Regions from separate parts of the Mus musculus genome. Here regions 1, 2, 3, 4, 5 and 7 are each linked to region 6. Evidence: chromatin contacts called from public HiChIP or PLAC-seq and promoter capture Hi-C data. All regions are on one chromosome and are shown on one strand. Each heading gives the region's core, a stretch centred on a gene start, on an enhancer-like site or on the middle of the called end of the contact. The rest is flanking DNA. Distances are from core to core; before and after follow the strand shown. Region 1 has its middle 16 kb from the start of Gm52173. Region 2 holds the start of Ly6g2 (lymphocyte antigen 6 complex, locus G2). Region 3 has its middle 31 kb from the start of Mroh5. Region 4 holds the start of Ly6l (lymphocyte antigen 6 complex, locus L). Region 5 holds the start of Ptp4a3 (protein tyrosine phosphatase 4a3). Region 6 holds the start of Adgrb1 (adhesion G protein-coupled receptor B1). Region 7 holds the start of Gpr20 (G protein-coupled receptor 20).

What was found. HiChIP or PLAC-seq counts read pairs in DNA pulled down with a chosen protein or histone mark. Capture Hi-C pulls out chosen DNA fragments and counts their contacts.
Region 1: an H3K4me3 HiChIP or PLAC-seq map of forebrain shows a contact between it and region 6, with 9 times the contacts expected there. The contact joins the enhancer-like site here to the promoter of Adgrb1 in region 6. A contact is called at or near these places in 8 of 39 promoter capture datasets (the 3T3-L1 cell line, the C10 cell line, cranial neural crest and 4 more), 1 of 15 datasets of contacts at CTCF or cohesin (large pre-B cells), 13 of 115 datasets of contacts at active chromatin or transcription factors (SST interneurons, differentiating embryonic stem cells, embryonic basal ganglia and 8 more) and 1 of 9 other capture datasets (embryonic stem cells).
Region 2: a promoter capture Hi-C map of liver shows a contact between it and region 6, with 4 times the contacts expected there. The contact joins the promoter of Ly6g2 here to the promoter of Adgrb1 in region 6. A contact is called at or near these places in 1 of 39 promoter capture datasets (pre-B cells) and 2 of 9 other capture datasets (liver and pancreatic islet).
Region 3: a contact with region 6 is called in an H3K4me3 HiChIP or PLAC-seq map of embryonic stem cells, with 31 read pairs. The contact joins the enhancer-like site here to the promoter of Adgrb1 in region 6. A contact is called at or near these places in 5 of 39 promoter capture datasets (the 3T3-L1 cell line, cranial neural crest, frontonasal cranial neural crest and 2 more), 1 of 15 datasets of contacts at CTCF or cohesin (stem cell-derived epiblast-like cells), 1 of 484 Hi-C or Micro-C datasets (embryonic stem cells) and 19 of 115 datasets of contacts at active chromatin or transcription factors (VIP interneurons, acute myeloid leukemia, craniofacial prominence and 11 more).
Region 4: a contact with region 6 is called in a promoter capture Hi-C map of liver, with 3 times the contacts expected there. The contact joins the promoter of Ly6l here to the promoter of Adgrb1 in region 6. A contact is called at or near these places in 1 of 39 promoter capture datasets (pre-B cells) and 1 of 9 other capture datasets (liver).
Region 5: an H3K4me3 HiChIP or PLAC-seq map of embryonic forebrain shows a contact between it and region 6, with 10 times the contacts expected there. The contact joins the promoter of Ptp4a3 here to the promoter of Adgrb1 in region 6. A contact is called at or near these places in 6 of 39 promoter capture datasets (the 3T3-L1 cell line, embryonic stem cells, hippocampal neurons and 2 more), 1 of 15 datasets of contacts at CTCF or cohesin (large pre-B cells) and 15 of 115 datasets of contacts at active chromatin or transcription factors (VIP interneurons, craniofacial prominence, embryonic basal ganglia and 8 more).
Region 7: a contact with region 6 is called in an H3K4me3 HiChIP or PLAC-seq map of forebrain, with 9 times the contacts expected there. The contact joins the promoter of Gpr20 here to the promoter of Adgrb1 in region 6. A contact is called at or near these places in 8 of 39 promoter capture datasets (the 3T3-L1 cell line, hippocampal neurons, liver and 4 more), 1 of 15 datasets of contacts at CTCF or cohesin (the NIH/3T3 cell line), 4 of 484 Hi-C or Micro-C datasets (B cells, embryonic stem cells and rod photoreceptor), 10 of 115 datasets of contacts at active chromatin or transcription factors (SST interneurons, embryonic basal ganglia, embryonic forebrain and 5 more) and 2 of 9 other capture datasets (adipose tissue and liver).

The regions. Positions count from the first base shown.
Region 1 is chr15:73,886,217-73,889,805 of GRCm38.p6, reverse strand. No RefSeq gene overlaps it. Among named protein-coding and RNA genes, the nearest start is that of Gm52173, 16 kb to the left of the region's middle. Within about 2 kb of position 2,030, at least 35 of the 459 cell types and tissues checked have an H3K27ac peak or open chromatin away from gene starts, as enhancers often do. A contact at or near this core is called in SST interneurons, embryonic basal ganglia, forebrain and 1 more, where this site is marked.
Region 2 is chr15:75,214,982-75,218,776 of GRCm38.p6, reverse strand. It overlaps Ly6g2 (lymphocyte antigen 6 complex, locus G2), which reads right to left and starts at 2,399. Exons shown (of 5, transcript NM_001371105.1): 1 at 2,365-2,399; 2 at 2,023-2,093; 3 at 946-1,062. The coding sequence starts at 2,092.
Region 3 is chr15:73,868,684-73,872,313 of GRCm38.p6, reverse strand. No RefSeq gene overlaps it. Among named protein-coding and RNA genes, the nearest start is that of Mroh5, 31 kb to the right of the region's middle. Within about 2 kb of position 1,708, at least 29 of the 459 cell types and tissues checked have an H3K27ac peak or open chromatin away from gene starts, as enhancers often do. A contact at or near this core is called in pancreatic cancer cells, where this site is marked.
Region 4 is chr15:75,447,888-75,451,660 of GRCm38.p6, reverse strand. It overlaps Ly6l (lymphocyte antigen 6 complex, locus L), which reads right to left and starts at 2,209. Exons shown (of 3, transcript NM_001347049.1): 1 at 2,123-2,209; 2 at 1,910-2,026; 3 at 1-485. The coding sequence starts at 2,204. The coding sequence ends at 262.
Region 5 is chr15:73,746,333-73,749,665 of GRCm38.p6, reverse strand. It overlaps Ptp4a3 (protein tyrosine phosphatase 4a3), which reads right to left and starts at 1,640. Exons shown (of 6, transcript NM_008975.3): 1 at 1,201-1,640.
Region 6 is chr15:74,514,505-74,518,257 of GRCm38.p6, reverse strand. It overlaps Adgrb1 (adhesion G protein-coupled receptor B1), which reads right to left and starts at 2,062. Exons shown (of 31, transcript NM_174991.3): 1 at 1,392-2,062.
Region 7 is chr15:73,705,717-73,709,069 of GRCm38.p6, reverse strand. Gpr20 (G protein-coupled receptor 20) reads left to right here and starts at 1,565. Exons shown (of 2, transcript NM_173365.2): 1 at 1,565-1,749.

The sequences.
Region 1 (3,589 bases), core at 781-3,280, 630 kb after region 6:
TCCTGGGTCAAAGAATTGTCTAGAATGCAATTTCATGTCTGTGAGCTCTTCAGGGTCATGGGGTGATAAATAAGATCAAGACTCTATTGATTACTAGTGTCAGAGTTCAATCAGTGGCCAGGATCAGGGCTCAGCATGTGGCCAAGATAAGGACTTCATATGTGACTAGGATCAGAGCTCAGCATTGTTTCGGGAGTTGCAATTGGACAGTGACCACTCCCATGCCTCAGCCTATAGCAAGGCTCACTGACCAGCCTAGGTGCTCAGTGTATATGGGGATCTCAGCTCAGTCTATGACCAGTGTTTAGTCTGTGTCTAGAATGAGCCTCAAAGTTGATGACTACCAGAACCCGGTGCCTCTTCCTAGATATTGGCAAAGCTAGAAGATTCAACAAGACCTCTTAACACCCTCTGTGTACTGTGCCTCTGAGGAGCCAAACTCACCCTGCATCAGGACCTCATGGACTTCCTTCACACCTGACCTACATGGATCTGTGGAGGCCTCTGGGAAGGTGGAGGTGCTCCCAGCACTGATGGCCCCCATCTTCCCTTCCTTATAAGTTCAAATAATTGTGACTCTCCAGCAACCCATTATGGTTCTCACAAGCCTTCGCCAGCGCATGCTGCCCCACCAAGGGAGGAGAGGCAAGCAATGTGGTCACACCATGCAGGTGATGCTGAGGCCTGGCCTGAGGACCCAGCTGGATCCCAGAATTGTTCATTTCTTGTTCTCTGGTCCTTGTCCTTGAGACAGTATAGGGTTCTGCAGATTACCCAACGTCAGTGGCATGTCCTTCCCGCCTACTGCCATTGAGGATTTGGGGGTTGATGTGTTGGCTGTACCTACAGGATTCTCAACTTCAGCCCAGACCTTTCTGCCAGGGTCCAGACACTGAAACTCACCTACCCAGCTTAGCCGGACTTTCTGCTAGTCTCCATCACAGGAGATGAACAGAGGTGATGGGTAGGCCCAGAGGAGGTGCCTGGGTTCAAAACCTGCATTTTCTCTACTTTCTCGCTGCTTGACTTTCTGAGCTCACTTCCTTGGAGACAGAGGAGGACAATGGGAGCTGCTTTGCGAGGCACGTAAGAAGTGTCCGGAGAAACACTGGGTGCACGGTGGGCTCTTAAAAAACAGTGGCTCCATTGTCCAAGGGTCATGATGGATCCTGTATTGAGCCAACCAGTCTACTCAAGGGTATTTTGTCCCTTGGAACTTCAAAAGGATTAATCCCCACTCCCACCGCCTCAGTGACAGTAGAGTTGAATTTGTTTGTTTTTGTTTTGTTTTGTTTTGTTTTGTTTTGTTTTTAAAGGTATAAGAATACATGTCGCTGTCTTCAGACACACACCAGAAGAGGGCATCAGATCCCATTATAAATGGTAGTGAGCCACCGTGTGGTTGCTGGGAATTGAACTCAGGACCTCTGGAAGAACAGCCAGTGCTTTTAACCACAGAGCCATCTCTCCAGCCCCCAACAGTGTAGTTTTGAAAGGACCCTTCCAGGGAAAGAAAGCTTTCCAGGAAAGACACGCCAACTGTGCCCTTGAACCATCCCTTAGGCTGCTGGAGGAGGTGACTGTGGGTCTGGTGATCAGGGAACAAGGACAGGAAGAGATGTGATTTCCACAGAGGCACGGGAAAGTTGTGGGAATAGGGGCAGTCAGACCTGGTGGAGGTCAGGGTAGTGAGATATTTGGAAGTTCTGAAGCTGGCTGGTATTTTGTCCACCAAGAATCCAGGCAATGTTGCCATGGTTGATTGGAGTTTAGGGACCCCTTTGCCCTTCTTCTTACTGGACAGGTTCTTGCTCCTCCACACCTCCTCCTTATACTACCTGCCCCTTACTCTTCTGCTGCAGCTAACCTCATGCTTCCTCAACTCAGAGGCCACCACCTCCAAAATGATCACCCTGGCAGCCACAAGCCAGTGCAAACCAGGCCCGCTGCAGCCTGTCACTGGGCTCTGCCTATCCGGTGTTCATTGCTCCAAGGGCCAAAGGCTTGTTCTGTCTTACCGGCTTCCCACACCTAGGCTGGGGATCAGGGAGCTGGAGCTGAATCACCATGATGCAAATGCCTACCCTGAGTACTCCTAGGTGAGCCACGTGCCCTTCCCATGTCCGGCTTCTGGGTCTACAAACCAGTGCCCTCATACTCACCCAGAGAGCGGGCACCAGCATGTTCATACTTGCAGTGTCTTCTTCAGGAGAGCACCTGGGAAGCACGCAACTGACCCTGTCACCTGAGGTCTGAATCACACTTAGCTTGGATGCGGCGGAAGGTACAGATTTCTGGCTCTAGTGCACTGCTAAATCCAGACCCACCATTGCCTCTGGCTCACTAAGCTCTCATAAATAACTCCTGAATGATCAGACAAGCTCTGGCTCTCAGAATTCCGGAGTAACCAAACCATCATCACAGCGGGCTGAGCCTGCCAGACAACTGCTGTGAGCAAGGGACACTCCCTGCCCAGGGTTCCCACAGAAAACAGAGTGTGGACAGTACACTTCAGGCTCCGTGCCATGGTCCCCAGAAATGGGAAGGCCTAGGCCTGCAGGCTGAACCCCGCAGCACCATCGAGAACCTTCTGCGGATGAAGAGAACTGGCTACGCTCCCTTCTGCACATGCAGCCTGGCGTGCTTAACTAACGGGCCTCAAGCTGTTTCAGATGACGTCTGCTAAAAAGTAATCGCACCCTAATTTATTCAGCTTGTCAGCTTCCATCTGCCACCCACAACTCCGGGCAAGTGTGTCGGGTTTGGAAGCCAGCATGAGCCAGTCTCCTCTCGTGGGGCTGCCTCCTGGAGGGAGCCCAGAACCACTGCTCTCCTCCAAGGGAAGCTCAGCTCCTGCAGGCACTCAGGGTCAACACTGGCAGGAGCAGAGATGAAGCCCAAGGGAACGGCTGCCTGTGGCTGGAAAAACAGACTTGTATGGCTTGACATAGGCCCCGTAGAACTTAGCTGACAGGCCTCAAGCTGTTGCAGACTGGCCAGAAACTTGATATAGGAAATCTTAGGCCAAGGCCTGTGAAGTTCTAGATCCCATGTAAGAGTCTACAGTACCCCCAGCATGAGAACTTTAGCACTGTCCCAAAACAATGTGACATCTGCTGTCAGTGACACAGGTTCAAGTCCCCCATGACACTGTTCAGCTAGGCCAGCATTTTCATTTAGTCCTATGATCCTGTTGAGTCACTATTTTCGACCATGAAGTCCATGGGGATATCCCCCATAGACAGGACAGCTGGGTAAAAGGTTAGCTGGGCCTAGGTACCAGTGCCGTGAACACATGGAGCCTCACTGACACCACCTGCTATACCAACAGATGCACACTGTATAGCTAGACAGGCATGCTACCCGGGTCCCTGTGATGCAGGCACCTCCCGTAGTCAGACCCAAATCTGAGCCCATGAGCTGAACTGAGGCTTTGGAAGGAGAGTTCAGGATCTAGGAGACAAGGACAGACCCAGGAGGCTTCTGGGACTACTGTACCACTGTCACCTTATGCCTAGATACAAAGGCATGACCTTGAAAACAACATGGTTGTCATCTGGGGAAGAGAGAGGCTAGTGGAGCTGGGACA
Region 2 (3,795 bases), core at 1,150-3,649, 700 kb before region 6:
CCCTCCTCGCCATCCCCAGCATACTTGGCAAATCCTAGGTCCCAGTGAAAGATCTTGTCTCAAAAAACAAGATGGTTAGGACTGGAGACATGGCTCAGCAACTAAATCAGTTGTTGCTCTTACAGAAGAAGCCCAGTGTTTGATTCCCGGAGCTCACAAGGTGGTTTGCAACCATCCCTAATTCCAGTTCCAGGAGAACTAAGGCTCATTTGAATACAAAAGTAGACAGTGCCTGAGGAACAGGGCTTCAGGATGTCATCTGAGCTTTGAGTACATAACATAACATTACATTACATACATTCATACATGTTCACCCACATTTATGGACACACACACACACAAAGACACAGCACAGTGTAAGATTGTCTAATGGCACAGCAGAAAGGGAATCCAGTCTCTTAGATTCTTACAGTTCCCCAGGCAGTTATATCTAGGACCTACTCCAGGAGACAGGCAGGCTGTGGTCAGGAACAGTGGATAAAAAGGCAGGGCTGCTCCTGCCTTGTCTATATGGAAGATTTGCCTAGAAACTGACACTTCGGAGGGGCTGGTATGTCCTAAGATCTCCTTTCTATCAACATTCCTAAGTCATTCCTTTAGCCTAAGCTCCAGATTCCTTCTTTATATGCAAAGACTCATTAGATGCTTCCAGCTCTCCTGGTCTGTCAGTGATCCAATGAGATCCTAGACATAAAGTACTGGCAAGAGCATCACATAACTGCACTGATGACAGATGAACACCATCCATGCAAATGGGCAGCCCTGCTTTAAAATCCACATTTCAGCACATCCCTGGACTCCAACGTTCCCCACATTGCAGGAGTCTCACTTCAATCACAGGAAAGCTGTACTTGGAGGGAGGGAAACCATGGTCCACAAGTAACAGACCCAACATTTGCTCCAAAGCCACACTCAGCCACCTTTTATAGGCCACAGGGCACATACCCACAATAACTTCTTCTTCCTGAGTAACACAGAATCCATCAGAGTAGGGGCAGGTCATTGTTTTGCAGGAAGTCTCAAGTGGGACCCCCAGGCAACAGTAGCACTCCAGCCCCTGAGCTGAGAAAGAAGACAATACATGAGTGCTAGGGCATGCCCTTCCTAGGCCAAACATGTCCTCTCAATGTCTTTAAGTCCACACAGCTGCTGGCCACTAGAACAGAGCAAGGACATTGCTGCCCATTCACCTCCACGAAAAGCAAAAGCAAAACAAGAGCATCCATTGTTCAAATGTGCTCTGTACTGCTGTCTCAACTAGCCAGCCCCACAGAAGAGACCTGCACCCCTAGAGGTATTTGAGACACATTCACCATATTGGGAAGACATAGATACCAAATGTCTGCTGAACCTGTGAGTGGGTGTGTAAGTAGTTACTGGGGCCCTCAGATGGAGAGGGCTCTTCTGACCTGTCCCACCCTTAACATGCAGAGCTGGCCCCTGGTTATTGGCCCATGACAGATCACATAACTTCCCACTGTCCAGCTCAAAGCTGAGGCTCACTATGAGGCTTCCCCAAATAAAGATGTGACTAGAAGTATAGAGGCATCTGAGAGCTCAGAGCTCTTAGAGTTGTGAAGTTCTGGCATTCAGGTCTCATTGGCTGGGGCAAAAGGAAAAGCCAAATGTCAGGCATTAAGGATTCCACACCACTTAACTTGGCAGCTGGGAGGAAAAGAAGGCTCTGCCAGTTTGTGTGCACACAGGCCAGTGTCCTGACTGGGAGGCCAGGGCAGCAGGGTAGAGTCTAAGGACAGACTGCTCTGGTGGCCAGGGTTCCTGGCACAGGTAGTGAGGTCCAAGAGTCCTTCTGGCATGTTTTGATTGTTGCAAAGCAGGGTCTGGTTTACAGACCCAGTAAAGCACCCCAGCACAGGAGGCTTCACCCACCACAAGCAAATCCCCAGTCGACTGGCCACAGCATACCCAGGGTCCTGGGCACACAATAGGAGTACCTACAACCCTGAGGCCCTTTTCCATCTCCATTGTACCCTCCTGCTCCTCTCCCATTTTCCATCTCACCTCCTTCTGCACACAATAGGGCCACAAGAAGGATGAACACACAGGTCCTTGTAGCATGAGAACTGTCCATCCTTGGAGAAAGGGTACACAGATAAAACCTTGGAAGTTGGAGCCAGTTAATAAATCACCAATCACATCCCTGGGCTCTCACAGAGCTCAGGCATCCAATCTTCCCTCCCTCCAACCCCCACACAGCTTTCACCAAGGAATACATGTCTGTCTACTTCTCTCACCCACCACCCACCCAGCGTTTCCTTCATAATCCCACACTCCCACCACAGCCCTATCCTGAGGGCTCTTCCCTTTGTCACCTAGCAGCTCCCTCCTGACACCAGTCCTTACTTCCTCCCGGACCAGGTTGCAGGCACAGTGGAAAGGTCAATCAGATGTGGACTGAAGTACTTTACTCTTTCCCCAGCTCCTCCCAGCTGGATTCCTGAAAAGGGAGGGGCTTCAGTACTTACTTCCTTCTGACCATCATGTTTATTTTGTAAGAGATAGCATGGTTTGTTGGTGACCTAGTCAGCTAGATTTATATCAGTTGGTGAGGGACAACCACTCAGTTGGGGCGGGACCATTATTCAGGAGGACTAGGATGTCAGAAGAGCAGGGGCCACAGGTGACTTGTGCTTGCCATTCAGAAAGCAAGGTAAGGGGGCAAATGTTTGTGAACCTACAACCTCTCATGCCTTTCTCACAGCGGCTGGCTCCTTTCTATTCACTTCTATAAGATTCGGGATGCACTTTAGACTTTCCTCTTAGGTCAGATGTTAGGCACGTCTGATTAGGTTCTCTCCTATCTTTTACAAGCCCTAGGCAGAGGGGAGAGGAAGCCAGAGAAACGGGCAGTTTACATTGTTGGAACTAAAGTCCACAGATTCTTTCTCATTATTTTTTCCTTTTAGTCTTGAAGGCTGGGTTTGAGAGATGAGAGATGGCTTGCAGATACTTTGGTACCTGTTGGAGTGGCTAGATCACGGCACAAAGCCCCTCTCTGATGGATATTAGAGCAGGGTGGGGGGAAGAGATTTAACTATAATTTGACTTCTAAGTTACAACAATAGTGGGCCGATGATGTCCAGATAGCTTCCTTACCAAGAATAAAAAGACTAGTGAGAAATAGTTGTCTAAATAATATCACAGATGGATTCAAATCTAATGTATAGGGAGTGTGATCTCCTGAATTGTTTAAAAAGAATATACCTTACTTTTAAAAAGAATTATGTTTTCACCATATGTAATAGCATTCATATTCTCATGTGCTTTTAAATTTTTAAAATATTTTTAAATTAAGCTGTTACATCATTTCCCCCTTCCTTTCCTCCCATATAACCCACTTGGACTCCCAAATTTTATTTTATTGTTGTTATCCCCAAACAAAAACACTTGAACACATATGTTCCTGACTATATAAATACAAGGTGCTCAGGCTGTATAATGTTAGTTGTAGGAATCTGATTTCAGAGCTGAGTACTTGGCCTTAGTTTGGGAGCTCTTCCCCATGGAAGACTGTTTAACTCTCACAATTACTTTTTGGTACCTGCAGTTCTTTGTCTAAGGCTGGGACCTACAAGGTTTACCCTTCTGTGATAGCGGGTCTGTCTGTTTTTGTTATCTGGAGCCAAGTCTTGTTTAGGCAGCCATGCTGTCAAGATTTCATAGGTATGAGAACACTTCCTACTTGTCAGGGTCAAAGGGACTGCCACTCTCCCAAATTCTGGCACCCATTTCCTTCTTTCCCAAACCAGTCATTCATCATTGCTATCAGAAGGG
Region 3 (3,630 bases), core at 459-2,958, 650 kb after region 6:
GAGTTAACTCTTTCAATGCCTCCCCCACTGCAATCCTGGGAGAGAAGGTATCATCTTATAATTGAGGAAGTCAAATTGTACAGAGAGTGGTGATTTGCCCAAACAGTCAATAGATTCTTCCCTTTTCACAGACAATGATCATCTCACTGACCTAGTCCCCTCTCTTTCAGCCCCCCACATGCCTCAGCTAGCTGCAGCACAGAGCCATGGAATGGAAGAGAGCATGGTTTACCTAGATGCAGTGGCTTCAGAATAGAACCATGGGAACTGTTTATTCCTGACCTCAACGTTGACACCAAGGGCTACCATGGTAAATACTTACTGAAGGGATGAGAAGTTGATGACCAGGTAAGCTTGTTAGAGGATGGACAGATTGAAGAGTGGATGGATAGATGGATGAAATAAATGGATGACTAGGTAAGTATGTATAAGGGCAAATGAATGGATAGACATTCAGTGGATAAATGGAAGGATTGATGAATAAACATGGAATGGATAATTGGATGGATGGATGGATGGATGGATGGATGGATGGATAGATGGATGGATGATGGACAAGTGAATGGATAGATGATGGTTCTATGGGTGGATAGGTGAGTGAATAGACAGATGATAGATGGATGAGTGCATGCATTTGAAAATGAATGGAAGAATAGAAGGATAGATAGATAGATAGATAGATAGATAGATAGATAGATAGATAGATTTATAGGTTCATGAATGATGAATGGGTGGGTGATGGATGGGTGAGCAGGTAGATGGATGGAAAAGGGATGATGAATGGATGCGTGGATCAATCAATGGAAGAGCAGATGAGTAGATAATGGATGGGTGTATTGAGTGGTGAGTAGATGCATAAGGAGTTGCATAAGGTGTGGAGGATGGATGGATGGATGGATGGATGGATGGATGGATGAATGGATGGATGGATGGATGGATGCTTAGAATGAAGCATCTAATTGGACTGATGGGTGGATCAATCATCAGATGAGCAGGTAGGTAGAGTTAGTACCCGACACACTATGGAGTATATTATTTGAGATATATATATATCTTTTTTGCAGTGGGGTGATTCAGAAATTAGTCACAGTTTGGGCCCCATGTGCATCATCTGCAGATTAATTTGCTCCTGTGTTTCCCATACATAGCCATCATTTCCATACTTAACAACAGCATCAGTAACAGTGATAGACGTGTCTCCCTATCAACAGCAGCTAGATCTCTCACTGGGCCTCGTTGCAGTCCTGGTGTTGAACCATATCCTGGATCCCCTCACAGAAATAAGAACTGTGAGGGCAGAGAGCAGCGTTGCTATGGCTCTGGGTAAGAAGTATCTGAGTCTGAGTCACTGTCTGATGCTACATGTATGTACACATGTGTCAGAACACCCAGGCAGGCAGCTTCATATGTGTGTGGTCTGTCCTGTTGTGAGGTAAAATCCTCATGGCCAGGGGTTGATTTAATGCCCTCTTGAAATCACTCATGTTTTGCTGTGGGCTTCCAGATTCCACAGCTGGTCCTGACCATGAATGAGGTCTATATTCAGGGGACCCAGAAAGAGCCCACCGGCTCTGCACTATAACCTCATCGGCCATCAGCATTTCCTGCCCTTTCTTCATAGGAGGAATATGCACAGCACATTGTGGAGGGTTAGCCACAGACCCTTGGCACCCTGCCAGGCCTGGCATGACACAGGATCTGGACAGACACCAACTCTGCTTGCCACCCTCTCCACAAGCCTGGCTCCTGTATGGTACAGCAGGAAGGACTGTCCGGGGATAACAGATAGTGCCATTAGGAAGTGGAGCAGCCCTTCCTTCCAGGAGAGAGAAATGAGGCTGTCAGTTGGTGGGGGCCCCAGGCCTCCAGGCGTGATTAACGGGATCAGGCGACCCACACGCTGCGGCAGAAGGTGCCAGGAGATGATTGCTTACAAAATGTACCAATTACCTTCGCGCCTTCCCGCCCACCATGCCGCCAGGCAAATAAACACATCAGCTGCCAGCCTGCACTAGCCTGGGCTTGGAGAGAGCCCAGCGTCCAGGGCCATGGGAAGGGCACCCAGGCAGAGGCAGGAGGACCCATCCCACAAGTTCTTCACAGCCAATGCGACGGGCAACTTGTCTTTGCCAAGGGAGATGTTTAATGTTTAAGCAACAGTGTGGGAAAATGCCAAATGTGCCCCCAAAAAGCGTGTAAAGGCCTCCCTGGCCCACTGAGAGGACAGCACTGGCTGCACATGAGTTATCAGTAACCTCTAGCAATTCCAGGCCCATCAGCCATGGCCAGCCCACAGAGAGATGTGCACATCTTTGTTTGCATGTGTGCCTGCATGCACTTGCATGTGTGTACCAGAGTTTCAGTGTCAGGTATATATATATATATATATATATATATATGCATGCTTGTGGCTGGGTCTATATATATAATCTTCTCTGTGTGCTGTGTGTGTACACATGTGCTTCCATGTATATATACACATATGTGTGTCATGTGTGTACATATGTGTCCCTATGTATCAGAGTCCATATGTACGCATGTATACCTACATGTGGGTGTATCTCCTCTGTGTGTTGCATGTGCATGCATTGTGCACCTATGTCCATGGATGTCCTGGGGTCTGTGTGTGTGATTAGTGTGTTGTATGGACACACAACCTTGTATCTATGTGGGTATTCTGCATGTGCATCACATTCAGGCATGGGTGTAACGTGCCTATCTATGCACATGCATCCAGATCTTCATAAGTGGGCAGAAGGAGGTACTGGTGCAACAGGAGCCAAGCCAATCATGTCTGGATGAAAGTGACCAGACTGAGACCAGTGAGTTAAATTTTCATGAGAAGGCAGAAACTGGGCAGCTAGGCAGCTATCAAGAAGCTGCTGCCAGGCACAGGGTGGCATGGCTTAATCCAAAAGAGGCTGCCTCACATTCTCCTACATATAGGAGTCAGTGGGGCATCTGTAGGTTTATGAGTATCCTCACCCAGAATGAATACAAGCTATAATCTCTCCCACCTTGGAATCTGTCATTCAGATTATCAAGTGACTCCTCTCTAGTTGGGGATGGTCCACAGAGGAAGCTAGAGAGCAGAGTTATAATTACAAGCCCACATGCATGTACATGACCAAGCATGAGCCTAATCTATCCCATCCTTCAGGCTCCAGAGCCAACTCCATGCTATTTCTTTACAGTTAGATATGGGTACAATCTCCGAGCCACCCTGCTTTCCGTGGGGTGAGGGACCTCACTCTCCTTGATGGGAATGGAACAAGGAAGAATCTTTCTGAGGCTGTACCAGTTTCAGGCTCACCGTCTTTGGATGTGGCTGTGACCACAAGCTAGTCACTCACCTCTCTGAACTCAATTTCCTCACTTGAAAATGAGCTGCAGAGTAGGTGAGCCTCCGTGCAAAGACAATGCATGGACGTCTATCAGGCACTGGTCAGAGCTGGACAGGGACACAGGCTTTGAGGATACAACTGCCATCATCATTGGTCACTCACAAGGGACCTCCTCCCAATCCCCCTTCCTCTTCCTCTCCCCTCCTTCTGAGGTAGGAACACGCTGGTCTAATCAACCAGACCTGGGAGAGATGTATGCCCAGAGCATGGAATGGACGCAAGCTAT
Region 4 (3,773 bases), core at 960-3,459, 930 kb before region 6:
AAGGGTTTTCTTTTTTTTTTTTTTTGAAGAAGCCTATAGTCTGCATTGGAAATACTCCCTCTCTGTCTCCATGAGGAGCAGCAGGGTTTTATTCCTAGTTCCTGGGCCAGGATGTCAGGGAGGAGCAGACTGCTGAGTCCTCAGCAAAGGATATGGTGTCCTCCCTTCTACCCCACAGACAGACCATTGAATTGCAAGTCCTGGAATGGATGAAGGTGGGATTTGAGGTGGAAGACAGGAGGTCCAAGAAGGAAGTGGTCCTCACAACAGGGTGCAGAAGAGGCCCAGACCCATTGGCAGAAGGAGCCTCCCTGGTAAGGACCAGAACCCCTCCCAACTCCCAGGTGCTCTGTTGCAGCGATCCCCAGAACAGCATCTTCTGGTGATCCTGGCCTGAGTATTGCCCAATGACCATTCAATGACATTATTGGAGTTTGGACAAGCAGTGGCACAGCGCTTGCTGATCTGAGTTCTTCTCTTTGTACCTGTAGAAGAAAAGAGACCGCATGTGGTCATAGAACACTGAGGCTGGTGGGTGAAATGGGGCAAGCATCCAGTGTGCAAGGCTGGATCTGGCCTTCCTGGGCCACCTTCTGCAGTCTGCTCAGAGGCAAGATCCACAGAGTCTCAGGGGCCCTGCTACTCAGTGTCACCACAAACCTGGGATATGTCAAGGAGCTTAGAGATCTCCCCAGCAGCCCCTCTCTCCCAGGGTGGTCAAGGGCAAAAGTAGAAGAGGCTGGTTGCCAAAAAGTACATTGCTTGGTGGCACAGAACTCGGGATGGCTAAGCATGTTCTAACAGAGCCCGTGGCCTCCTTGAAAGTCCAGGACATTCCTCCCTTCATGAGTGCATCAGATCTTCCCAGAACACTTAACACCCAAAGGAGTCCTGAGAGTCTACTCCCTGCACAGAGCTGCCAGTTGTTACCTTCCAGCTCCAGATAAACTGAACATAAAGCTGGGTATGTGTGTGGGGGGCAAAGGTGAAAGGCTGGAAGAAAACTGGAGAAAGTTGCACAAAGTCCCCTAGCCTCCAAATCTTCTATTAAAACTAATCCCTTTTCTGTGATAAGTAAAAGAGACCCTAGGGTCAGGACTGCCCCTGATGAGAACAGGGGCCTCACCATGGGAAACCTACTACTCTCTTTGGGAAAATTCCACTTGGGAAATGTGGCTTCAAAGTGCCATAGCTATACAGGAGGAAAAACTTCAGTAAGAAGCAACCAGAGGCAGGATTCAGTGTTGCGCATATTACTACAAAGGACAGTCTGTCAGGCCTCTCTGCCTGAGGATCATGCTGTACCACTCCTTCTGGGGCTTGTCTTAGGCCAGGAAGGCATTATTCTCAGGAATAGGCTTGAGGAAACAGGAGATGCCCAAAATTTAAGTATTAGTCTGCAACAAGGCTCAGGATGTTTAACTCAGGGAGGAGGTAGTTCTGAGGTGTCTGCAGCATCCCAGGGAACTAAAGCTAGATCAAAACAACTACTACCACCATGTGTGTGCTCACAACAGGTCTGGACATTTTCATATTTTCTCCTTTCTGTGGAGTTGGGACAAGGAATATTGGCTTTGTTCCCATTATCCTAAGGCTGACCGTAACTAAGGTCCCACTGCCTCTGTAACAGCACGTGATGCCCCATGTGAGTGGGTGGCCTTGTAAAACTTGTCCCTGACTGGCTGCCTCACTTGGGAATTCAATGTCTCATCAGAGCTTTTGTCCTGGGGAGAGTTCTAGAAGCAGTGACATAGGAACAGATATGGCAATTGGAAGAGAAAAAGGAGAGGTCACAATTCTGACCACACCTTCCTGTATTGTCCAGCACCTAGAAGACTTGCTGAGCCTGCAGGTGTGACCCAGCCTTGCCAGTGGTTCTGGAGACATCCAGGCTAGAGAACAGACTCACTCGTGTAAAGGAGAACCTCGTTGCTCACGCAGACTTTTTCGTTGGGCCGACACTCTATGGGGTGACACTTGCTGGCCTGGAGAACCTTGAAGCACTCGAAGCAGCTCAGGTTTTGGGCTATGAACAAGAACACGCAGAGGTGGTTAGGCAAAACAGGCCAACACCCCCACACTACCCCTGCCCCATCCCCCTCTACCCCTGCCCAGTCCTTACCTGGTACCTCGTTGACCATCATGCCTCCGGTGAGCTCCATAGACACCAGCGATGCCCAGAGCACCAGGAGAAGCGGGGCCATGTCTCTTGGGAGCCTTAGTCCTGCCTGGATCCTGCACAGCCTGGTACCTTGCCCTGCCACAGCCCAGTGCACCAGGACTGTGGTGCCTGGAGGAGGAGGTGGAGCACTGGCTGGAGTCTGCAGTCCTTCCCCAAAGGTTTCCAGATGAAGGAACAGCAAAGGTTGTGTGTGTGTTTGTGTGTGTGTGTGTGTGTGTGTGTGTGTGTGTGTGTGTGTGTGTGTATGAGAGAGAGAGAAAGAGAGAGAGAGAGAGAGAGAGAGAGAGAGGGAGAGAGAGAGAGAGAGAGAGAGAGAGAGAGAGAGAGAGAGAGAGAGAGAGGCAGAGGGAGAGAGAGAGAGAGGCAGAGGGAGAAGGGTGTGTTGGTGTGTTAGTTTCTCCTCTGGAGATATCAGGACACCTAGTGTGTCCTCTACTTTGGGACCCACCACCTTTGCAGGCCTTACAGACCTTACCTAAATCCATTTTACCTCAGGAAATGCTGCCTTAATCTAGAGGTGCAACTCAGTTCAATCCATGACTCATCTCATTCTGTCTTTCAACACTGTCCCCTTGAAGACAGTCCCCATAGTGGGACAAAGGGCCACTTCTTTTTCCAGGCCTGTCTGTTCATTCTTTATTCCCTGTCCCTTCCTTCTCTTTACTGTCCCTCTCTTCCCTCTTTTTACCATTTTATAAATGTGGGGGTTTGAATGAGATTGGACGTCATAAGCTCACAGGTTTGACTATTGGTCCCAAGTTCAGTGGAGCTGTTTGGAAATGATTATTAGGTGTGGCTTTGTTGGGGGAGGTTTATCACCGCAGGTGGACTTTAAAGTTTCAAAAATCCACACCATTTCCAATTGGCATTCACTGCCTCATGCTGGTGGATCAAATATAAGCTCTCAGCTACTGTACTAGCCCCACCCTTACCATCTTGGCTGCCATGTTCTGAGCCATAATGGTCATAGACTCTAACCCTGTAAAACTGTAAGGCTCTGTTTTAATCAGGGCTTATATTTCTCCATAAAACATCATAATTAAGAAGCAAGTTGGGAGGAAAGGGTTTATTCAGCTTATATTTCCACATTGCTGTTCATCACCAATGAAGTCAGGACTGGAACTCAAGCAGGGCAGGAAGCAGGAGCTGATGCAAAGGCCATGGAGGGATGTTACTTACTGGCTTGATTCCCCTGGGTTGCTCAGCTTGCTTTCTTACAGAACCCAGGACTACCAGCTCAGGGATGGCCCCACCCACAATGGGCCCTCCCCCTTTTTGATCACTAATTGAAAAAATAGTTTACAGCTGGATCTCATGGAGGTGACATTTCCTCAAGGGAGACTTCTTTCTCTGTGATAATCTAGCTGGTGTCAAGTTGACACACAAAAAACATCTACTACAGGCTCTTCTAAAAGTTGCCTTGGTCATGGTCGTACCAAAGCAATACAAAAGTAACTAACACAACCAATATTTATGGGACTGGAGAGATGGCTCTGCACATAATTATAAGTGTTGCAGTAGGCAATTAATCCTACTTAAATCAACCTGGTGTTGATGGCAGGAGTTCTTCTGTCCAATGTTCTGGGTTCCC
Region 5 (3,333 bases), core at 391-2,890, 770 kb after region 6:
AACCGCCTATCATGCTCCCCCCAGGCCTGAGGGGATGGAGCCAGGGGTCCAGATGTATAGGTGACACCAGGCTGAACTGCATCTTATAATACATGCACAGTTCACTGCAGTCTGGGCCACACCCCTAAGTGTGGGCAAAAAGGGGCATGCCCACAGCATGCCTGAGTCTACCCAGGCTCAACCACATGGTGGCTGCCCTCCCAAAAAGGAGCCCCTCTGCCGACACATCACTCCGCTCACCCCCTTTGGAGACAGTGTTTCTCTGTCCCTGTCTTACCTCCTGGACCGCACTTTGTAGACCAGGCTGACCTCAGACTCACAGAGATCCACCTGGCTGGGCCTCCTGAGTGCTAGGACTTAAGGCATCTGCCACCATGCCCAGGTGGACACATCACTTCTATGGGGTTAAGAAGACCAGAGAACAAGGTGGGGGGGTGGGGGGGTCTACCTCTACTGCATTCTAGCAGGCCTGAGCCAAGGCTTGTGGGCCCACCGGCTACCTACACCCCTATCCCAGCAGCTCTAGGTGTGAACAGAAGCTGAGCTCACCTTGCCTCAACAGGCACTCAGTCAAGCCACCACACCCTCCCCACCCCTGGTGCTTAAGGACCCTACTATGACCTGGGCCCTTCTCTATCCCCGCCCAGCCTCCTCTAGCAGTATCTTAAGCCCTCAGCTGCTCCCAGACCGGCATGTTTTTCAAGACCCATTTTTGTCCCTGTTTGCCAGAGGAGGACATGGGACAGAGGGGCGTGGAAGGACCTTCTCTGGACCCTGGCCAGCTCCGGCCGTCCAGACACCCAGGTTTTCTCAACATCGAGTCTAGTAATCGGGAACACTTGAACCCCAGGGGGGAAAAAAAGACACAGAGGTAGTCAGAAGCCACACCCTCAAGTGGTGGGGTGGGAGTGCATCTAGCTTCAGAAGGGACCTAAATGGGACCCTGTGTGACACTTAGGAGTCAGGGGTCACAGTTCAGGACTCTGTGCTGTCAAGACAGGCAAGACTGCTCCGTGGATGGGCTGGGGACCCCAAGGACCCGTAGTGGGGCGTGGGGAGGGCACACAGCTCCCCGACCTCAGCGGGACTTCCCACCCAGCCCGCCAGGGAGCCGCCATCCCGTGCAGGGCCCATCCCAGTAGGGTTAGGGTTCGGGAGCGTCCTCGAGGCCGGGTCCCCGCCGCCCGCAGCCCGGCTCACCCGCGCCCGCAGGCGTGCGGCCGCCTCCATGCGCCGGCCGGCCGGGCCGGGACCCGTGCGCGCCCTCCGCAGCGGCGCCGGCTCCGGGCGGATGCCCGCCGCCCGCCGCCCAGCTATTTATAGCGCCCGGCGTCACGTGGGGGGGCGGTGACCGGCGGGCGACCCGACTCACAGCGGCTCCCGCACCTGCTGCCTAAAGATAGCACGCAAACAAAGGCGCGGCCAGCAGAGGAAGAGGAAGGAGGAAGGGAGAGGACCACCGCGGACCCGCCTGCCATCCCCTCTGCATCCTGCTGGGTAGGAGACCTCCTTCTGCAGAGGGGCCACAAGCCAGGAGGAACCCTTCCAGCTCTCCAGCTTCATATGCGCACACTGAACAGCTACTGTGTGCTCAGCCGCACTAGCCCACACTTCACCTTAAGAGCCACCACTCCCAGACTACAGCTGAAGAACCTGAGGCACTGAACCTACGCACACTCGAGTCACACAAGAGATGGGAGCCGACTCTACACAGGCTCATCTCCAAGGGAACTGACACCCACCCAGCTCTCCTGAAGTCTTCCAGGGCATCCCCTGAGCAGGATCGTCTCCTGGGCTCCACTGACCAGACGGAATCCTGGTTCTGTCCTAGGGCATCCCAGGCAGGAACCCTGTGCTCTCCCGCCCAAGAATGGAGACAGATGTCAGTCCGCACCTGCCCCAGTGGCTGCACCGCCCTGGGAGCCTTCTGGTGCAGGGCTTGAGTTCCAGCTCACAGAATCCCCAGAGGCCTTGCCTTGCTGGGAACCCTGGCCCAAGCCCGGCTCCCAGACAGAGGCCTGGCCCTGCAATCAGTAGTTGGTGCTGGGGAGAGGAATGATCCCTGAAAGGCTGGACCTGAGCCAGGGGAGGGCATGCCCCTAATACTCCCAGAGAGAAGTCTCATTAGCCAACCTTGCACAGCAGAGCCTACTATCCCCCATTCTCCCCCTGGCCCAGGTAAGCAGGGCTGATAACGTCCAGGCTGGAGCATCCCATTGCAGCCCCATCCTGGCTCACCCCCAGAAAGCTAGGCAGCCACCTAAGATCCCCAGAATATGCCACCCTTATAAATCCAGCAGGTTAACGGCATTGTTGCTGACCAGACCCATGGTCTCAGCTGTTCCACTAGTTTCCATCCTGACTGCAGATCCTGAACCCTCCACAAGGCACCAGCCTCCAGCAACACAACAGATACTGAGTAGATGCCCCAAGTCACCCAGCCAGGTAGCTGGACCATGACTGGAGATTTGCCCTCCCCCAGAGACCCTACTGGTCCCAATCCCAGGTGGGTAGGAGAAAGCACATCAAACCATCCCTGGTGGCCCATCAGTTGTCTAGAAAAGGGTTTGTTAGTGACAGGCCCAGCAACGTCTGAGATGCTGCACCAGCCAGGGCTGCAACCGGGGCTCCAAGTGACACCACACACACACACACACACACACACACACACCAGCATGCTGGGGCCTCTAGCTAATCCTGGGGGCACCTGCTACAGCTGGCAGGGCCCCAAGCCTTTCGGAGAAGTCTATATATAACACATCCAGAGCCTTCTTGGAGCCCTCCCAGAGTAACCCATCTCTGGGGCCAGGAGGGGAGACCCTAGCAGGCTCCACCCACGCCAGTCCCTCGGAACTCATCCAAAGCTCTTACACCCCTGTGTCGCACAGTTCCAAGGGTGCAACCCCTCACAAAACAGGCTCCTTAACCCCAGGCTCTCCCCAACCCCCTTGGCTATGTGCCCAGCCCAGGGAAGGCATCCTTAAAGGGAGGGGGAACCTAGCACTGGGCCCCACCCATACCCCACCTCCCACCCAGGCATGGCACCAAGAAGCTCCCGCTTGTTTATGGAAGGAACAAATGACCTGGTGTTCTAGGCAGAGGTCCAGATTGGGGAGCCATCCAGAACCTATCACGAGACCTCAGCCCTCGAGGTCTGGGAGAACTTCATAGGAGGGGACACCCAGGCCACCCTAAGAGCAGCTCCATGCCTTCCAAGAAGGAGCCACTATGTCAGCTGCCCCTTTGCCTCTTGCTTTAAGGGACTTCCCCAACTTGGTCCCTCAAGGGCCATCTGAAACTATGCACAGGATAGGGACCACAGGAGAGCCCCAG
Region 6 (3,753 bases), core at 813-3,312:
CCAGACCCAGGGGAGAGGAACGTACTGGGGACTTCAGGGAGGGAAGGGGCGCGGAAGGAGTGGACTAGGGCTGGGCTAGTCTTAGCCCAGTCCGCGCGCTCCGAGAGAAACTTGGAAGCCCAAAATAAAAGTGGAAAGGGCAAGGGTGCCCAACAGGCCCGAGAGGGTGCCAGGCTGGTGCAGCCCTCTGGGCTGCCTGGGAGTGACCAAGCAGGAGCCACCGCGGCCAGGCGGAGGGACCCAAGCACAGAGCCGCAGCCTCCGACCAACCCTCAAGCCACCTAGCTTCGCTGCGATTCTCCATTCAGCTGCCCACCTCCCCGGGGGCAGGGATAATTTCTGTTCTGCTTAGGCTGCACAGAGGACCAGAGCAAAGGGCTCCGGGCCGGATCCCGAGCCCTCAGAATTTCAGGAGGGGGCGGGGGCCATGCTCATTCCTAGAGGCAACGGCACGCAGCTCCGAAAGAGCGCAGCGGCAGCGGAGGCTGGTGGCCTCTGCCCACTGGAGAAACGCAACCGGGAGTGCTCGGTGCCCAGCTCCGCTGCTTCGGTCGGAGAGGGCAGCGGGCCGACCCAAAGTTCAGGGCAGCCTATCTGCGCCGCCTGTCCAACCGAACAGGAAAGAACACCGGGAAGGAATGAGCTAGGGCGTATGCGCGTGTCAGTTGTGATGGTGGGGGCGCGAGGACAGCCCTTTTTTCCGAATTTGGAGATAAGCCTCCGGGGGTCTCCTCTGCCATTGTCGGGTCTGTAGGTGAGAGCTGTGACGGGAAGTCTGGGGGCTTTTCTGCCCGCCTCCAGCTCTGTGCTGGGGGTGGGGATGAGATGCAGCCGGGCCCTATAATATATGTAACGGGCTCTGGGTAAGATCAGGGAATGGGGGACACACCGGGTTGTCTCTCGCGAGCCTCCTTGGGCCAGCATAGGGAGCCAGGTGGGGCTCCCTCAGACCCCTGCTAGCATCTCTGTGTCGGAACACCACGGGAACGCCTTCCCCAGCGCGCCCTGGGTCTGTGGGGGTAATAGAGCAGGGGGTGCTTCTCTGACTGAGCCTGCCAGGTTGGCCCGGCTCTGCCTGGTAAGGATGAGGGGGAGGTGAGGAGCACCAAGAAGCCTCTCCCACGTCCAGGGCGCCCCCTCCTCAGCCCGCCCAATGCGGGATCGCAGGGACCTGCCAGATTCCATTGCCGCCGCTAGAAGAGGAAGGGGGCTGGGGAAATGGGGCTTGGGGGGGGGCTTTCAAACTCCCGAGCTCCAAGCCTAATCCTGAGAGCTGCGAAGCTCCAAACGGCGAAGTTAGGAAGTCCGGGAGGCCATCCCTCCTCCGACCCCCTCCCAGAGCGAGACGCCCCCTTTCGCCGCGCCCCCACCCCCTTCGGAGCCGTTCTTACCTTCCCCAGCAGCAGAGGCCCCACGGGCGAGCAAGGACTTGATCCAGCGACTTGCAAAGCCCCCGGAGCGCACCGCGTCGCCAGCGGCCGAGCCGCGCGCCCGATCCGAGCTGGGGCTACTGTCGCTGCCGCCCCCGACTCGCTTTGGGCCCCGCCGAGACGTTCCCAAGAGCGCACCCGCGGGCGCTCTCAGGCTCCTCCCCACCCCCTGCCTGGCGGAGCCCCCCGGGCGCCAGAAGGGTCCGGATGCCCTGGCTGCGGGCTGTGCTGGGCGCGCGGGCCCGGAGGCTGGCCAGGACGCGGCGCGGACGCCTGTGCCGCCGGCTCGCCCGCTCAGCTCGCTCTGCCGGGGCCGCCGCCAACGCCGCGCCCGCCGCCGCCGCCGCCACCACCGCCTGCGCCCGCCGCTCCCTCTCCGGCCGCGCCGCCGCTCCGGTCCTCTCGCCTGCCCGGCTCTTCTCGCCTTTTTTCCCTTCCTGGGGGCGGGGGGGGGGGAGCGGAGCGGAGCCGGGGGCGGGGCGGCGCGGGCAGAAGGAGGAGGAGGCCGAGGACGCGGAGAAGGAGGAGGAGAGAGGCAAGCTGCTCCCCCGCCCGGCTGCCGGCGCTCCCCAATCTCTCGCTCTCTGAAACTGGATCCCGAATCGGGAGCCAGAGACTGCATTACGGATTACATCAGGCTTTATAGAGCTTCCAGATCACACATTAGAGGGGGAGCGCGAGCGGGGGGCGGGTTGGGAGGAGGGGAGCGGGATCACGGAGAAGGAGTGCGACGCTCAGGCGAGCGCACCTAAGACAGCCGACTCCTGCCCCACGCAGCAGGAAAGCCAAGAGTTGGGACTGTGCTCTCCTCCAGGAGCAGGGGAGTGGCTGCATCTGGGTGACAAGTGGTGGACCAACAAACGGATGGTTGGAGAAGAGGAGTTAAGGGCTGTGCACAGACCAATAGGTGTGTGGGTGGTGGAGGCAGGTGAATGTAGGTAGAGGCTGTCGGGAGGGTTGATGGATGGACAGGTAGCCATCAGGGTCAGGGTCGGTGGAATTGCGGAGGCGGGTGAGGGTGAGCAGGACTGGAAGAAAGTGGATTTGGTGGGTGGCACCATGGGGAGGGCTACATAGATGGGTGGGCCACGCAGATGGAAGGATGATGCATGCATAGGTGGATGAGTGGGTGGGTGGGTTGGATGAGTGATGGGTAAAGAGATGGAGTCAGAGGCAGGGACTGGGGCCCTTCCAGGGAGAGCAGGGGTGGGGCACTGAACCACTTCATTTGGGCCTGACCGGTCTAGACTTTCTGTCCTGTGATGCTGAGAGGAGGGGAGCCCGCCAGGGACAGAGTCAAAGGGGGGTGGGTTTTAAAGTGTCCCTGCCTGCCAGTTTCCATCCATGGGTGGAGAGAGACCTCAGTTGCTTTGTCTTCCATCATAAGATCCCTGGTTCCTCCTCTGTTAGGGACCCAAAGGGGTGCCTCTCTCTATAAGGTATGTTCACCCATACATCCCAGGACAACAATGGATGTGACCCAACACATATGTAGGCCACAATGCCATGTTTCAATGTCAAAAGATTTGACACTCTAGGTCTAGGCTGACAACAAGAGTCCTGGAAACCCTGGCCTCAGAAAAGTTGCCTTGTGTTCTTTTCCACCAAGATGCTTCTGCATCAGACCCCTTGCTCCTGTTTCACAATTTGTGATTTGCCCTGAACTCAAAACCTTTTGTACAGGGCCCACTACTTTGCACACTTTAGCAGACCAGTGGCAGTACCATTGCTACCCAAGGACACATGGGGTCCGGATGTTTGCATCTCTCTTCGGAGGCCACTGTCAACAACAATACAAACTCACAGCCACTGTCAGCACTCTCCCTGCCAGGTGTCAGGACCCACACTGCTGTCCTGTAACTCCCACTAAAACATCTTATCAGTTCCATCAACATCACAGTCAACCTACACCTCTCTCTCTCTCTCTCTCTCTCTCTGTGTGTGTGTGTGTGTGTGTGTGTGTGTGTGTGTGTGTGTTGGGAAGCACCTCAAGCCAATTAGATACCCAGGCACTGAACGTGGTACTCTGCATACCAGTTACTCCTGCAAGGCCTCACCTTGCAAGGGTGTCCTGAGGGACCGAGAGCAGGACCACACTAAAGCCCAGACCATCCTATTCGTCAGTACCCTGTTCACTTAGGCTTCTTGAGAAATGCCATTCTTCCCAAGGTATTTGAAATCCCAGAAAGGAGGCGGCATACCTCCCAGGAGACCTCTCACGACCCTCATCTGCTCCTGCTGGGCCTCTGAATCTTCCAGCCCCTGGAGTTTAGTTAGCCCTGCTTTGGCCTTTTTTAGCTGCAGTAACAGCCTGTGGTCACCA
Region 7 (3,353 bases), core at 316-2,815, 810 kb after region 6:
GCAAAGGTCGTGTTGCACCACGATACCCAGCAATGCCCTAGGGTTCCATCACACATCAGCCATCTCCGTTCTCCAGCCTCCCCTTGCACCCACCCATGCACCTGGCCTGTCACTTATGACCTGTGCACCTTGTCACCCCTCGGACATAGTCCAGCAAGCACAGCAGCAGCCAAGAGCCCCACTGAGGCTGTAGACTTATGCCTCAGGACTGCCCTGGCCCCTGAGCCTCAGCGCCACCCTTCTCCTCAGGTCTGTATACCCTGCCAAGTGATAGGACAGGACCCACCCAGGTGCTTCCTGGAGGTGGAAGGGCATGAAGGAGTAAAAGCCAGCACAGCCCTTCCTGTGTTGTTCCAACGTGGAGTCAGGGCAGGGATAGGAACTATGCATCCAGGCTATAGGCACCGCGTATCCCAGGCATTGAAAGTCTCAGCTACTGGCTGAGTGTAGAAGGAACGGGTGGGCACTGATCCCTAGGCAAGGACCATGGCTTTCTGGACCCACCTCTGGGCAGCGTGTGAAACGTGAGCTCCTCCAAGCTCCAGCCCTTTACTTGCCTGCCAGTGACTTTGAAGCCCTACCTAGCCCTCAGCCCCGCAGCCTAACAGAAGCCTAAAACCTTCCCTCCAGGACCAGAAGTCGCTGCTGACCTAGGGGAGGTGGTCTGGCAAGCCATGGGCTCCTGCCTAGGGTTCAGTTTGCCCCAGTGGGAAAGATACAACAAGATTCTATGAATATTATGATGGGTGGAGACCAAGGCTGGGAGATTACACCCCTCTTCTAGAACCTTCTGTTCCCTTAGGATCAAAGCCACCACTGGAGCCTCTAAGGGCTGCTAAGACTCTGTGTGCAAGTGACCACTCCCTCCCAGCTTCATAGCTCTGCAGACTACGCAGCTGACCCTACCAAGATGGCTTCCCCTTCCTCTACCCATCCAGGCAGCCCCGTCCTGTGGCACCTCCCTCTATCCACTCCGGAACCCTGCCCTCACTTCTCATCTGGGCTGGCTGGATCTGTCACTAGGCACCCACTTCTTCCTCTACTGTTTCTCACACCCAGTGTGAGCTCTGAGGGCCCGGGGGGTCTCCTGCACACAGCCCTCCCTGGTCATCGATGTCAGAATGGCTGTTGAGTGGATGCTCGAGAAAGCACTGTGGTATGACTGAAGTGGATGACAGACATGAAGAGCAGAGGGCTAGAGGGAACTCCTGGCAGAGCAAACAGCCCTGCACAGCCTCAGCCCCAGAGACATTCAGCCCTTGCTGACCAGAGACCATCCTCTGCCAGCTGTCTGTGGTTACACCTGCCTGGATGTCCTAAGCCCCTGGCTGCTGCGACTGGACGGGACCCACCCAGCAGATCTTTCTTCTCAGAAACTGGCCGAGCTGTTCTAAGACAACCCATAGCCTTGGGCCAGAAGCCAACCCTGCCCCCCTCCACTCTTCCTGGTCCGAACAGCTGTGGCTCACCCCTCTGTCTAGGGAAGGTGTGGTATCTCCGACCCCACCACCACCCCTCTCCCGCCCCCAGGCTCCCTCCACCCCAACCCCGCCCCCCTTCCTCTAGGCAGCCAGGCCAGCAGGGGTTGGGAGGGAGACCGCTCCGCCCCCACCCCTCCCACCCCTCTGCCTGTGTCCAAAAGCAGCTGGCTGGCCTGACGTCAGGCCCTGGGAAGGCACTGTCTGTGGGTCCACAGACCTAGAGCTTCAGGGGACAGGCTCATCCCAGAGGAAGGTGCGGCAAGAGCGGGTGAGTTCCCCAGGCACTGCTGCCTCCTGCACCCCTGTGCACAGAGCGGGCTATTCGTATTGCCCAGTTGGGTGACTTAGGAAGAAGAGAGGGGGTGAGAAACAGGACCAAGAAGCAAGCCCAGTTCACAGCCCTCTGCCACAGAGACAGTCGCAGAGATGTAAAGAGTTTGGAGGGGAGAGGGGCAGAAGTGGCACCCTCCCTGCCCCGTGGGGTTGCTCTCTATTCTCCCAGTGACCCTCACCCACCTTGCCCACTCTGGATTTCATTCATGAAACCGATCACACACTTGCGCATCCGCTGCTGAGTCCAAAGCCAAGGGCTCAGTTTCCTCTCCTGTCCAGGAAGGCACTTGGGATGGTCCCACAGACCAGGCAAACAGCATTTGATGAGCTCTGGGTCCCTAACCACTAGCACCAGGAGGGGACAAGGCTTGGAAAAGCATCCACTTTCTCTACAAGGAACCACATCTGCCCACCCCTGGCTCAAGGTCTCTGCCCTAGTCCAGGTCCTTCCTCTACCTCTTTGGGAGTGGGGAAACTGAGGCCCATTGCTGGATTTTCTGCTCAGCCCGCAACAGGACCCCCAAGCTGATGCTTCCGGACTGAGCTTCCCTGGTGTAGCTGCCCTGTGAGAAGGCTGTAGAGCAGGGTCCCGAGGGGGCTGGCTGGCTGGGAACTGGCTGGTGGCCAGAGTGGCTGGCGGGGGCAGGCTGTGGAGCAGCTGGGTAGCCTCAGGCAGGACGGAGACAGAGGCTGGTGGAGGGAAAGCATAGCCCGCAGAGGTTACCTGCCTTTGCCTGCCTCTGTGTGCTGCCCCAGAGCAACAGGCTGCCAGGGGGTTGCCTGGCTGTGTGTCTGCTGAGTAGGTCTTTCTGCAAGCACGGTGGGAACAAAGGGAGCTGTGCTTCCTCCTGGGATTCTTCAGGGGATTTCTTCAAACCTGTACAAGATAGTGTGAGATGGGGTTGGCTATGGGGTCTTTCCTGTTTGTTGCTTGTTTTGTGGTAAGGCCTCAATCTACATCCCAGGCTGCCCTGAAACTCTATTAGCTTGATGTCTTCATAGCTTAGGTTGCAGTGTTCTTCCTGAGTCAGCTTTCAAGGGCTGGCTTTAGAGAGTGTGTGCATCAGACCCATTTCCAGTGGGTTTGGGGGGTAGGGGTTGTTTTGTGTTCCTTGGTTTGGTTGGTTGGTTGGTTGGTTGGTTGGTTGGTTGATTGGTTGGTTATAGTTCTTGAGACAGGATCTCCTGTAGCCCAGGCTCACTGTGTTACTCAGACCTCAAACTCACAGTAATCCCCCTGCTTCTACCTCCCAAATTCGGATATTGCACTCTCACTAGCTCCAGTCCAGCCAGATACCACGCAAATAAAAACAGGGAGGCAAATGAACAAGACACTGCCACACAGAACGGAACACAAACTAGGGAAGGTGATTGTCCCAGCCACGCCCTCGAAGGAGGTGAAGCAGGTCCAAAGATGTCTGAGTAAGATTCCTTCCATAGGTCTAGTCAAAACCAAGGCAACAGTGTACCTAGGTTGCCCCAGCTCTCCACTGCATATTGGACCACACAGTGACTACCCTGGGGCTTTGAATGTGTCTG